Linked DNA regions of Mus musculus: regions 1 and 2 are each linked to region 3. The links are chromatin contacts, called in public promoter capture Hi-C maps. All regions are on one chromosome and are shown on one strand. The core of a region is the stretch at or near the end of the contact, and the rest is flanking DNA. Distances in the headings are between cores, read along the strand shown. Region 1 holds the start of Pola2 (polymerase (DNA directed), alpha 2). Region 2 holds the start of Kmt5b (lysine methyltransferase 5B). Region 3 holds the start of Rbm14 (RNA binding motif protein 14).

Region 1 (4,455 bases), core at 554-3,053, 1.2 Mb before region 3:
GGTGGCTCAGTGGTTAAGAGCACTGACTATTCTTCCAAAGGTCCAGAGTTCAAATCCCAGCAACCACATGGTGGCTCACAACCATCTTGTAATGAGATCTGACAGCATTTTCTGGGTGTCTGAAGAAAGCTACAGTGCACTTAGACATAATAATAAAGAAATCTAGAAAGAAAGAAAGAAAGAAAGAAAGAAAGAAAGAAAGAAAGATGGCTTTGCTTTATTTATGCATTCATTTGAGGCAGGGTCTCCTGTAGCAGGCTGGCCTTGAACTTCTGATGTAGCTAAGGGTAACTTCTGGTCCTTCATTCCCAAGTACTGGGATTACAAATGTGCCAATGGCCATCAGATTCTGAGGGTCACACCCAAGGTTTAGATACGCCAGGCAAGCACTCTGCCAGGTGTGCTACACCCCTAATCTCTAGAAATGGGTGATAATTGGTTCAAGGTTTGTGAGGCTGTATTTAAATCTTACCTCTCTTTATCAGAAAGGCCATAAGCCTCAGATGTTAATGATGTGTGGCAGCACTGAGGGACTAAATCGTAGTGTTGTGTGACCTTGCTGCCACCTGGTGGCTAAATTCCTGCAGCCCAGCCCAGTGCTTCCTGCTACTAGTGTGAAAACCCAGTAAAGTTTTGTTTTGTTTTGTTTTTCTGTTGGACAGACTTAAAATGTGGGCCTAGTCGGCTGCAGTCTCGTGTTAATATCTCACCTCAGCCTCCCAAATATTGAGATTGAAGCTTTGAGCCACGATGTTCACTGAGAAAGTTGAAGTTCAATCAGCCTTTAAACACACAGACACACTTTGTTTTTGTTTTGAGACAGGGTTTCTCAGTGTGGCCCTGCTGTTCTGGGTGCCATTCTGTAGACCAGGCTGGCCTTAAACTCAGTAATCTTCCTGCTTCTGCTTCCTTAGTGCTGGGGCTAGCGGCATGGTTTTAAATGGGTGTTTGTGAGTACCTGAGTGTATGTATGTGCACCATGTGATTGTAGGAGCCTGTGGAGGTCAGGAGGTCTCAGGTCCCCTGAAACTGGAGTTAGAGGCAGCTGTGAGCCACCACACTAGTGCTGGAACCAAACCCAAGTCCTTTGTGAGATCAGTAAGCGTAACTGCTAAACCATCTCTGCAGTCCTGTTTGGTGTTTCTTGCTTGCTTGTTAGGGTCTCTCTGTATAGCCTTGGCTGGAACTTGCAGAGACCTGCCTCAGCCTCCAAGTGCTGAGATTACAGGTGTGTGCTACCAGGCCTAGCTTCAAACCGTTTTTTCTTAAAGGCTCTGCCAGTCTTCCATTCCATTCTTAGGGTGTCACAGATCAATTGACCTAAGCCAAATCAATGGAGATTTTGGTTCGAAAATTTGGTAAATACATCAAGAAGAGAATGCACTCCTTGTTTTACTCTCTAACCACTCCCCCTTCAGTGACCTGCCCTCCCGCTATCCCCGTGACTGACAATCATAACAGCTATAATAACCACATTCCCTACGAAAGCGTTAGATCAGGACGAACCAAGGCAGAGCAGGATGGAGATGCTGAGGTGGGGGAGGAAGGAGCTAACGTGCCCTTCCAGGGCCGTGCTGGACACACGTGTCAGTCACTGCAAGATACAGACAAACAGCGCCTCCTGGCCAAGGGTAAAAAAAAAGGGACAAACAAGCATCGCAGAGCTTAGCAGAACAGGCGACTCCTGAAACAGCCACAGTACGGGGTCTCGATTCTCAATTTCCGCGCGGAGTGACGCGCAGAGGCGCGTTCTGCGCAGCTGCAGTGGGAGGACCGGCGCGTGCGCGGGGAGGGCGGGGCCCGAGCAGAACCTCGCGCAAGCGCGCGCTAGGCAAAGCGTTTGGCGGGTTTTTCCTGTGCTGTGCTCCTCACGGAGAAGCTAAGGTGTAGTCCTCGGAAGCAAGTTTTCTCTCTGGATCGAGACCTCTCGAGGGCTTTTGAAGTATTTCTCTGTGACCTGGTGGCTGGGGTCGTTTGAGGGCTTAGGCCAGGTGGTCTCGTGACACGTCCCTGTCACCTTCCGGTAAAGCGAAAGGATAAGCGTCTGCAGGGTAGAGCTGAGGTCGGGGCCCGGCGGCAGGCGCCCGGCCACTCCCGGGTCACCATGGCCGTGTCCACCCAGCAGCTGGCGGAGGAACTACAGATCTTCGGCCTGGACTACGAGGACTCCCTGTTGGAGAAACGTGAGTCCCGAACCGAGAGGATCGCTTCCAAGTTCTATATGCTTGTGTGGTACCTATTGGGTCCCGACTAAACAACAGGTGACATTACCAATAGGAGACATTGGAACCGTTTGCATCTCATACCTAGTCATCTCTTGCTCAATGACTTTTCTCATTAGAGGTTTTTTTGTTTGTTTGGTTTTTAAAGACAGAGTCTTTCTGGGTAACCCCAGAACTCATTATGTAGATTACTGTGCTGGCCTTGAACTCACGGAGATCGCCTGCCTCTGCTTCCCGAGTGCTGGGGTTAACGATGTACACCACCATGCCCTGCTCATCAGAGTTTTTAGTGATCTGTGCAAATAGGAATTCCTCTAGGTGGATCCTAGTCCTTTATTTTAGCTTTGGAAGAAACTTCAAGGTGCTTATTGGCTCCCTCTCTTTATAGATGGAGGGACATGGGCAAGGAGACTTAGTTGCCTGATTGTGTGCCGACCCCTGACTTTTGCTCTGGAGTACAGTGCCTCATCCTATTGCTCCACAGAGACCAGTGGTAAAGATTTAAATCACACATCTCTCCTGGAAGATGTGTGCATCAGTGTCAGAATAGCAGTGTGTGTACCCCTTGAAATTCTTACTGTAGGAAATAAAACCGTAGTATAAGTGGGCTTGCCTGTTACCCCAGCACGTGGGAGGCTGAGGCCTGGAGGATCATAGAGAATTCAAGGCTAAGAGCTGAATTAGTGCCATCCTGTCTGCTTTGCTTGCTATAACTCCAATATCTGACACCTTCACACAGACATACATGCAGGCAGAACATTAATGCACATAAAGTAATAATATATACATTTTTTTAAAAGAACTTGAAATCTTTTGAAGATTCTGTGCCCTGGGGCTGGAGAGATGGCTGTGTGGTTAAGGGCACTGACTGCTCTTCCAGAGGACCGACATTCACTTCCCTGCACCCAAGGGATCTGCAACTCCCATTCCAGAGGATCCTGTGCCCCTTTCTGGCCACCTCAGGCACTGCATGCATGTTGTACACTTCAATGCAAGCTAAATACTCATGCATATAAAATCAAGTTTAGGTGTTACTAGAAAAAAAAATTGTCCCTATAAAGCTAACAGGTGTGTTTTCTGCTTTTCTTTGTTGTTGTTGTTGTTGTTTCTGTTGAGATGAGGTCTCAGATTGCACCTGAAAGCAGGTGTCACCAACTGGGAGGGGTGTGTCTTTTGCCTAAAGTGCTTTGTTGACCCCACTCCTGAGTTCTCCCCTTCCTGATTACAACAGGCCTCTCCAGAAGGGTTGTCCATACTGGATACCTTAAGTTTCCCTTTCTGTGGCTTTTGTCCTCCCGGTCATAGGAACCTGCTGTTATGGGGGACTGATGACCTTTGTCTTGCCAAAGGCAGGGCTAAATTTGTCCTTATTTGAATTATCAGCAGCATTTGCCGCTGTTCACTGTCTTCTCTTTGTTAAAATCTATTCTTTTAAAAATAGGTTTACTTGGGGCTAGAGAGATGGTTCAGTGGGTAAGAGCACTGACTGCTCTTCCGAAGGTCCTGAGTTCAAATCCCAGAAACCACATGGTGGCTCACAACCACCTGTAATGAGATCTGACGCCCTCTTCTGGTGCGTCTGAAGACAGCAACAGTGTACTTATGTATAATAATAAATAAATCTTTGGGCCTGAGCGAGCAGAGCCGACCGGAGCAAGCAAAGGTCCTAAATTCAATTCCCAACAACCACATGTAGGCTCACAACCATCTGTACAGCTACAGAGTACTCATATACATAAAATAAATAAATAAATCTTTAAAAAAATAGGTTTGCTTATGTGGATGAGTGTTGGTCTGGGATATGCAAGTGCACCACACGCAGGCAGAGCCCTCAAAAGCCAGAAGAGTCCGAGCCTCTGGAGCCACAGTGACTGCGGCTTGTGTACCGTCAGGAGCACATTCTTGCTGTGGATTCGCTGCCACCACGCCTGGCTCTCCTTGGGTTTGCTCATCACCAGTTCTCAGCCTTTGACGATCAGTCCTTTTCATCTTCCTGTGAATGGCCAGGATCAGAAGCAGAATCACTTCCTGCTAGATCCATCCCTGTGGTGACTCAGTCTGTCTGTCTGTCTGTCTTCCCAATCAGTCCTTAGCTTATACACTGAGGCTGGGTCTCTTGCAGCACCCAATCACTGCTTTAACTAATCTGGCTGGTTTGCTCCAGGCATCCCCTGTCTCTGCCTTCCACACAGCGGGCCTCATGGCCACACCACCCAGTCCTCTGCACTCCTGT
Region 2 (4,447 bases), core at 1,147-3,646, 1.0 Mb after region 3:
AAAGAACACTTTCAGTGGCACTGAGTAGATACAATTTGAAAAGCCTCAAAGAGGCTTGACATAGAAATTAACAAATTATCTCTTTCATGCTGTGACTACTGAGCACCTGTGCCGAGGTAGACCAGCTAAATCTATGATTCAACTATGATTCAACAGGCTCACAAGAAAACCAACGTACGTGCAATGGCAAAGCCAATCTCACCAAGCATGCAAAGACTTTCAGGGAACAGAGGAATCCTGGCTTCTGTGCAGGCCAACCAGGATGCTTCTTCATAAGCCTATGCCAGCAGCAGGCTATACTCTCTTGCGGCTTTTCTAAGGATGGATGTATGCTGGGACAGGAGAAAGCCAGAGACCGGATGGCCAAAAGGCACCAGGTATGGCAACTAGCATAAGTGAGCTTGGAAGAGGGAGTACAGTGTCCGATGTCGAGAGGCTATAGACTCAGAGTCTACTGTTTGCCCATGTATGACACCTAGACATTTATTTGCACACTTTAACCCTGGACCATAGGGGCTCTTAGTGAGGGACTTGGTCAAACCCACGTCTACATTGCAAACGTGTGTCTTTGGCAATTCACTCTTAAGGCATGGACTTCACTCAAAAGTCGTCTGTGGGGGCTGGTGAGATGGCTCAGTGGGTAAGAGCACCCAACTGCTCTTCCAAAGGTCTGGAGTTCAAATCCCAGCAACCACATGGTGGCTCAAAACCATCAGAATAGAGATCTGACTCCCTCTTCTGGAGTGTCTGAAGGCTGCTACAGTGTACTTACATATAAGAAATAAATAAATCTTTAAAAAAAGTTGTCTGTGATCATTTCAGGCAAAAAGAAAAACAATAACTTCTTCATCGCCTCTGAAAGGGCTTATGTTTTGTCTACTAATTACCCAAACTGGCTGGCGTTTCTGTCAAAATAAATAAATAAATAAATAAGAACGGGGAACAGTTACAAGGAGAAGCGAGTTCCTCTAAGGAATCCATCCACTCGGCAGCCTCCCAACCCCTCAGGCCTGTGTCAGACAGTTTTAAGTCTAGAAAGCAGGTTTAAAAAACAAACAAACAAATCAAGTCAGGCAATCCATCTTGTCTGCTCCTCTGAGAGGACTGTCTCAGAGTGAGCGCCATCAGAAAGTTCAAGATGAACTTCACGTCTCCTCCTCTCCTTCTTGCACTCTGGCTGAACGAGCGGATGACAGATCGAGTGACGCCAGTGCCACTGCGTGGGGCCCGAGCGACTGCCCCCCACCCCCACCCCACCCCCGCGCGCGACAGTCTGAGCCTGGAGCAACAGGAAACGAGGCTCGGGCCAAAACAAAAACAACCGAAAGTTCGGCGAGCCGGCGCGAGCAGATTGGGCGAGACGCTTGCCGGCCGCCCATTGGAGAAGAGGAAAAACACAGTCCCCCAATCCCGAGCGGCCGAGCAGCTCCCCTCGTGCGGCCGCGACCCGGCCCTCGCCGACCGCTACCGCTCCCTTCCGGCCGCCGCCAACACTGCAGGCCGTGCTCGCTCGCCCGGCCGCCCCGGCCCCGCAGCCCCGCCCCGCGGCCCGGTTCCTGCACGCACGCACGCACGCACGTACGTCCTCCGCGGCTCACCGCCAGCACTGCCGGTCTTCCAGCACCGGGCCCGTCCAAGAGCTCCGCCACCGAGCTCCCGAAGCGCCCGGCTACACTTTTTGGTCCCTCCAGAAAAATTAATCACCAAAAAATATTTCCTCAGAAAAAAAAATTGGAGAGTAAAATCCAATATGGCGGCACGGACGTAGCACCGCCCGCTGCCTCCGCTGACGGAAGGGGGGGGGAAATAAAGGAGTCCGCGTCCGCCGAGGGGCCCCCCCAACCCTGCCGCCACGGCCACCACCGCGGCCCGCGCCAAGCCCCTGTCCCCGAGCCCTGGCTCGCAGCGCCGGGCCACCCCCGCCTCACAGTCCTCGGGCCTCACCTCCACCTCGCGCGCAGTCGCGGGATCTGAGAGGCATCCGCCGACTTCGGGGCTTCGCGTCCTGCGTTCTCGCGCAGCGCCGGGTGCCGCCTCCGGTCCCCGGGCGTCCTCACCTCATAGCCCCCGAGCCTCGCTGCCGCGCCGCAGACGCGTCGCCGCCCCCGGTGAGCCACCCGGACACCGCCCGGGCTCGGTGGAAGGACACGAAAAGGAGTCCACGACTGACGGCGGAGGGACACCACGCCGACACCGAGCGTGCGCGCACCTTTGCTCCGCGCTAGTGGCCGCGATGGCTTCGACGGAATTCTGCGGGAAGAGGCTGAGAGACACCAGAGAGAATGAAGTTCCCTGCCGCGGCACCCGACAGCGGAGGCACAAGAGTAAATCCCCCCCACCACCACCACCAAAGAAACCACGTCGTTGCCGTCGCTGAGCCTCGAGGCGGAGGGATCGCAGCGAGAGTCGTTCGAAGATCCCTCCGCCCGGCTGCCCTTTAAATCTCGGTGGAGGCGGCGTCGCCGCGCGCCCGGTGGGCGCCACCTAGTACCCCGGCCGCTTGCTGCCCCGCGGGGTTGGCCCCCGCCCCCGTCTCGTGCGCACCTGCACCTACCAGGGACAGCTCCCGAGCTGCGATTTCAGGGGGCAACTGCGAGGCGCACGGCGCTCCGGGCCCGCTGTGCCTCCGGGGTGCACTGAGGGGAGGCGGCCGGGAATGGCGAGTTTCTTTGTTGTGGGGATGGGTGTCGTTGGAAGCAGAAACACCCTTCAAGACCATGTGGGCCACCTGAACGGTACCACGCGGGAGGCGGGGAGGGAGCGTGCTTTGGGTCCCCCGTGCTGACACCGGCCGCTCCTTGAGCACCTACTGAGTGACAACCTTTCCACGACGCAGCCACTCCTCGCCCTCTTCGGGCTCAACCGGCGCAAGAAAGGCGGTTTGGTCCTCCGGGAGCTTGGGGCGGAAGATCCGGAGTGGCTTGCACCCACGCCTGGGGTATGGTGAAGCCCCACCCCTTGGATCTTGCAGTTGGATAAGGGGTGCCTCACAACAATAACGAGGGTCACATCCTTGTCCCTAACCAGACGTCGTTCCCAACGATCTGGTGTGTCCCTTTATTTGTCCCTCAGGGTAATCCCCAGAGGTCGAGAGTATTGTGGGTTCCAGTTTACACACAGGGAAATTGAGGCATGGACTAGTTGGGTGACTTTTCAACTACTCAGGGCTGGAGCCAGAGCCTCTTATACACTATTCTATGAAAAACGCAGGCTTTAAAGTGAAGCAGGTGGTTGGGACCTGAAGGAGGTGTTTGAGGTTGTCACGTATTGAAGCAAACACCTGAGTGAGGTGGAGGGTGTTATGGAAAGGTACGAAAATGTCCAGGCAATGGAAAGAAAGAATGCAACTCCAGCGACACATGAGACAGGGAGAACAGCTGAGGCCATTGCAGGAGGGCCCCAGCCTGCCTCGGTTCCCTGCAAACACCACTACCACACTGAACACTCACATACCTTAGCATAGTAGGCATTTTCTAGAGGATGGCTCAGCAGAGTCAAGCAAATACCAACTTAGCTCCCATTGCCCTTGCCTCTTTGATCTTGAGTACTTGACGACGCTTGTTATCCCCTTCCATAGATGGGAAACAGAGGCACAGAAACCTGCTAAGGACACATAGCTGGGAAGGTATATTTCTTCAAAACCAGAATTCCTGTGCTGACCTCAGCTGTGTGACCTGTATCCTCAGTCTACAGACCATCTTGGGAGTGGGCAGTGGGCATAGGAGACCAGTCACAGGAGATACAGGGCTTGACACTTCAGGTCGACTTCCTGCCCTTTCCAGTCACCTGTTGCATCGGATCTATCCTGCTGTATTCCCTTTTTGTAGACACAGCTAACAATTCCTTTGATCTTAGTTTTGTTGTGTTTTTCTAGTTTCTTAATACCGCTACCCCACAAGACTTCTATAGGACTTGGCTCCAAATATGTGCCAGAGACACTAAAGTTGCTTCTGCCACGTTTGATACCAAATGCCAAAGAGCTGAACATACACGGGACACCAGATGGTGTCCCTCCAGTGGGCACCAATGGTCCTAGACTGACTTTCAGAGGTAGAATGCTCAGGTTCCAAGTCCACCCAAACTTCAGCAACCCTGGGCCCCAAATTCTCCTGTCTTCCACCTCAAAACAACAGCACATGACCCTTCAGGCTCACCCAAGCTCCCAGCTCTGTATAGCTCTTAAGTGCTTCCATTTATTCCCTGCTGAATGCCAGGCCAAGTGTAGGCATTCCCTTCCAAGGAAATGGACTGGGATTCTAGCCTGCCATAGAAGAACCCAAGTGAGCATAGCACAGCCTTTCAGCCTGTCCAGTGCTGTCCTTCCAATCCCTCAACAACTGCTGCTCTTCTAGCGGCAGCTCTGAGACCTAGGTAGACCATGATTGATGAAACTGGGCTGGGCTCAGGACCTTTGTTGAGCCATGCTGAAAGCTTGGGGCTTTTATAG
Region 3 (4,433 bases), core at 1,121-3,620:
CCGAGATAGTTTATTGTCCCTCAAAGGATATTTGTACACTCATGTTCTACATTATTCAAAATGGCTGCAGTTTCAACACAACCAAAGTGCCCACTCCTGAAGCAATGGACTGAGAAACGTGGCATACATGCAGTAAAATATCATGCCTTAAAATGAAAGGGAAGTTTGATACACTACAATGTGAAGCTTGAAGACAAATATTTGTATAATATACTTCTGTGAAGTACCCCAAATACTCAAATTTATGGAGAGAAAGTCAAATGTTGGTTTCAAGGGACTGGAGAGAGAGGGTGATGGTGATGGGGATTACTGTTAATAGGCACAGCATTTCAGCTGAGGAAGGTAAACTATCCTGGAGATGGATGGTGCTGGGGTTTGTACAATGTAAATGTACTTGATAGCACAGACTGTGCACTTGGACATGGTTAAAATGATTCATTTTATGTTATATATTCATCTTTGCTGTGGAGCTGTTTCCTCCTAATTATAAAGTGCTTTTCTTGAAGGAAAGGGGAGCTCACATGAACAAGAAACCCACAAAGGGATAGAGAGATGGCTTAGCAGTTAAGAGTACAGGAGCAGCCGGGCGTGGTGGGCACTCGGGAAGCAGAGGCAGGCAGATTTCTGAGTTTGAGGCCAGCCTGGCCTACAAAGTGAGCTCCAGGACAGCCTGGGCTACACAGAGAAACCCTGTCTCGAAGGAAAAAAAAAAAAAAAAAAAAGAACAGAAACAGCTCCCAGCAGCATCCATATGACAGCTCACTAACATCAGGATCTGACGCCCTCTTCTGGCTTCCGCAGGCACTGCATGCACGTGGTATATGAATACATACAGGCAAACATTCATACACACAAAACATTAAAAGAAAGCCGCCAAGACTCAAGAGACCTCTCCCCAAGGTTATTTGTTTATTTGACATAGGGTCTCACATATCCCAGGCAATTTGGGATGACTTTCAACTTCTGACCCTTAAAGCTGTGAGTACAGCAGTGGGCTGCTTTGTTCTGTTCTTTTGAAATTTTTTTAGTTTTGTTTGTTTGTTTTTGAGACAGGGTTTCTCTGTGCAGTCCTGGAACTCACTCTGTAGACCAGGCTGGCCTCGAACTCAGAAATCTGCCTGCCTCTGCCTCCCAAGTGCTGGGATTACAGGGATGGCTTAAATTTTTTTAAAAGATTTATTTATTATTATATCTAAGTATACTGTAGCTGTCTTCAGATGCACCAGAAGAGGGCGACAGATCTTACTATGGATGGTTGTGAGCCACCATGTGGTTGCTGGGATTTGAACTCAGGACCTTTGGAAGAGCAGTCGGTGCTCTTAACCACTGAGCCATCTCTCCAGCCTTTTTTAAATTTAACGTTATTTTATGTGTGTGGGTGTTTTGCTTGTTTCTCTGCGTACCACAGATGTGCAATGGCCAGTTCTCTTGGAACTGGAATTAGCTGGTTTGTAAGCCCTCATGTTGGTGCTGGGAATCGAACTCAAGTTTTCTGGAAAAGCAGCAAGCTCTCTTACCAGTGAGCAGCCCCTCTAAGTTTTTGCTGTTTTTTTAAAGACAGGGTCTCTCTATATCCTTGCCTATCCTGGATCTCACTATGTAGACCAGGCTGGCCTCGAACAAATTTCTTTCGATTTTGCTTCCTGGTTGCTGGGATTAAAAGGGTGCCCACCACTCCTGGCCCCCTCCTCATATATTTTTAAGATCCAACTTTTGGCTTCCTCAGGATTACTGATCTTCTACTTTATGGAACATAATACTGTGATAAACTTCATGCATACAATAAATGGTCATCATCGTAATTCTCGAAATTCCATCAGGTTGAGACAGACAGACGCTCAATATTCACTGTCTGCAAAATCCTCCAGAGCTCAAGCAACCCCAAGTAATGTGCTTGCAAAGAAAGAGTTACAGTCCCTTCCTACTCCAAGCATATAGTGTCGGGGGCCAATCCCAGACTAAAAGGGGTTTGTCCTGGTTTCTCCTCCGGGCGCGGCCTTACCGCAGACGCTGAGGCTGCCATCACAACACCCAGGGTTTGGCTGCGGCAGCTCAAACGGAGGAGCCCGGACTTCCCTAAAGAACAAAGTTTTCCTTGGGGCCCCGCCGGGACGCCACACCCTGGCCGGAGGTAGCTCTTCTGACTAGGCCTCTGCGGACTCGGCCGGAGCGCGCTTCCCCGTCCCCAGCCCTCCTTTCCCCTCCCCCCGAAGGTGGCGGTTGGTCGCGCGCCTCTATGCTTTTTCCACCCCCTCCGTTAACAAGGGGCTCCAGGCCCTCTGGGATTGGCTGCGTCAAAGGACATCTGCTCTCAACCTGTTTGATTGGCTGCTATCCGCGCGCGATGCCGCCTCCAATTGGTTAGGTTAGAGCGCCTGCGCGGCGGGGTTCTCGGTCGCCAGCCATTCCTGTGGAGGACTGCGGGTCGTTCGGACGTTTTGCCTGTCGCTGTAGGAGAGGTCCTGTCTCTCCGAGAAGGCGGTTGCGGCGGCAAAATGAAGATTTTTGTGGGCAATGTCGATGGGGCGGATACGACACCGGAGGAGTTGGCAGCTCTCTTCGCGCCCTATGGCACGGTCATGAGCTGCGCCGTCATGAAACAGTTTGCCTTCGTGCACATGCGCGAGAACGCTGGCGCGGTGCGCGCCATCGAGGCCCTGCATGGCCACGAGCTGCGTCCAGGTCGCGCGCTCGTGGTGGAGATGTCGCGCCCGAGGCCCCTGAACACTTGGAAGATTTTCGTGGGCAATGTATCGGCTGCATGTACAAGTCAGGAATTGCGCAGCCTCTTCGAGCGCCGTGGACGCGTCATCGAGTGTGACGTGGTAAAAGGTAACGCGGGAGCGCGCTCGGGAGGGGACACGCGCGGTGCTCTCTGCCTCTTAGCCACGCCCCTCACTCTGGGGTTGGTCCTCAGGGTTGGGAATGATGGGGAAGTGTGCAGGAGCGGGGCCTAAGGTGCTGGGGGCGAGTTGGGTAGAGCCACCCTTCTCCCCTGCGGTCCCAGCAACATTCATCAAGTGGGAGGAGTCGGTTCCGGGCGGGTGCAGTGGCCACTGCAAGCCGAAGCCTCGGGGCTGGGGACGCGCCAGAGATTTGCGAGTGTGCGGGGTTGGGAGGAGGCGCCTTTTCCTGGTTGCATGAGCCTGGCACCAAAATGAAATGGAAAGGGAAGGGCACCAACCGGATTATGGAGCGGTGAAAAGAGTTCGCCACTTCCCCACTTCCTCTCCAGAATTTGGTCAGATCGAGGGAAAAGGGAAAAGGTTGGGTTGAAGCCCCAAGGCCGCTCTGGCGTTCCTTCCCGATGCTTCCCGGAAGGTAGCGGGCCCTTGGTTTCTCGGGTTCGGGCTTTTTTAGTATTGTCTGGAATGAATCTGCTTGTGGGCATGGGAGGGGCCTTTTCGGAACCCCTTTGACCTTTCAGTATTCGATGGGTTAGCCTTGGCGGTTTTGTGCTTTTTAATTCTTTTCCTCCACCCTCCACTTTGTGTTGGGTTTTACAACTTAACAAGTGGAAGCCCCGGTTTTCTGCGTTATTTTTGCATGTGAAAGGGGGCTATTAAGCCTCTCCCTCGTTAGCCTTTTACTTGCTAAGCTGGTGCCTCCGGGCACAGATGTTTATTAGCTTGGTGAGATTGCAAAGGGGAATACTCTGGCTGGGGGGGGGGGGGGTGTTGAGAGGGGCGTGTGAGATTTCTATTAAACTTGGTTTTAACACCATTTATTTAGTTAGTACTTTTTATTGCTTGAATAATTCTTAGGACAGCTTGCTAGTTTGCTATTTCCTTTGAGGAAATGTCTTTTTCAGACCCTGTTGATTTTCATATGTTGGGGTTTTATCTCTTTATCTTTCAAATACCTGCTTTTTTTATGTTGGCAAGATTTTATGAGACACCCAGACCGATGTGGGTTTCACTGATGAGAGTTAACTTTGCCCTGTCATTTTCAACAGTGCACCCTGGGAGTGAGGCCTTGTTTATTCCCTAGTTGTGCTGTTGTTGGATTCATATCTGCTTGTGCCTTGTAAGGAATTTTGAGGACAGGAACTACATGTGGGTATAGGTGCTTGCTCATTCTCATCAAGGGTTCATTTGCTGTTCTGGAAAGTCACAACTTTGGGCCATTCCTTGTCTTTTCAAAGAGGGGGGTGAAGGGTCATAGGATGTGCATTTATAGGAACGAAATGTTTGTTCTGTCTAATACTGCATTCTGTTTCCTTCAATTCAGGTTATATCTGGAATCTGACTTTACTGCAAACTTTAAGCAGGCTGTGTGATTTATGGGTTTTTGCTTCTGTTTAGTGTAAACGAGTGGGAAAGGTCTCAGTTTGGGTACTTGGTCAGCAAATGCATGGGATGTATGAGTTTTTATGAGAGTCTCAATTGACCTATCTAGTTTTTTTTTTGTAGTTCTTAGGTAGTCTGGATGGT

What was found. Promoter capture Hi-C pulls out the DNA fragments that hold promoters and counts their contacts.
Region 1: a contact with region 3 is called in a promoter capture Hi-C map of liver, with 2.8 times the contacts expected there.
Region 2: a contact with region 3 is called in a promoter capture Hi-C map of pre-B cells, with 2.1 times the contacts expected there. A contact is called at or near these places in 1 of 39 promoter capture datasets (pre-B cells) and 1 of 484 Hi-C or Micro-C datasets (myocytes).

What each region holds. Positions count from the first base shown.
Region 1 is chr19:5,961,554-5,966,008 of GRCm38.p6, reverse strand. It overlaps Pola2 (polymerase (DNA directed), alpha 2), which reads left to right and starts at 1,803. Exons shown (of 18, transcript NM_008893.3): 1 at 1,803-2,183. The coding sequence starts at 2,105.
Region 2 is chr19:3,765,838-3,770,284 of GRCm38.p6, reverse strand. Kmt5b (lysine methyltransferase 5B) reads right to left here and starts at 2,396. Exons shown (of 11, transcript NM_001379678.1): 1 at 1,945-2,396.
Region 3 is chr19:4,809,571-4,814,003 of GRCm38.p6, reverse strand. Rbm14 (RNA binding motif protein 14) reads left to right here and starts at 2,370. Exons shown (of 3, transcript NM_019869.3): 1 at 2,370-2,832. The coding sequence starts at 2,496. Gm21992 (predicted gene 21992) reads left to right here and starts at 2,405. Exons shown (of 3, transcript NR_157185.1): 1 at 2,405-2,832.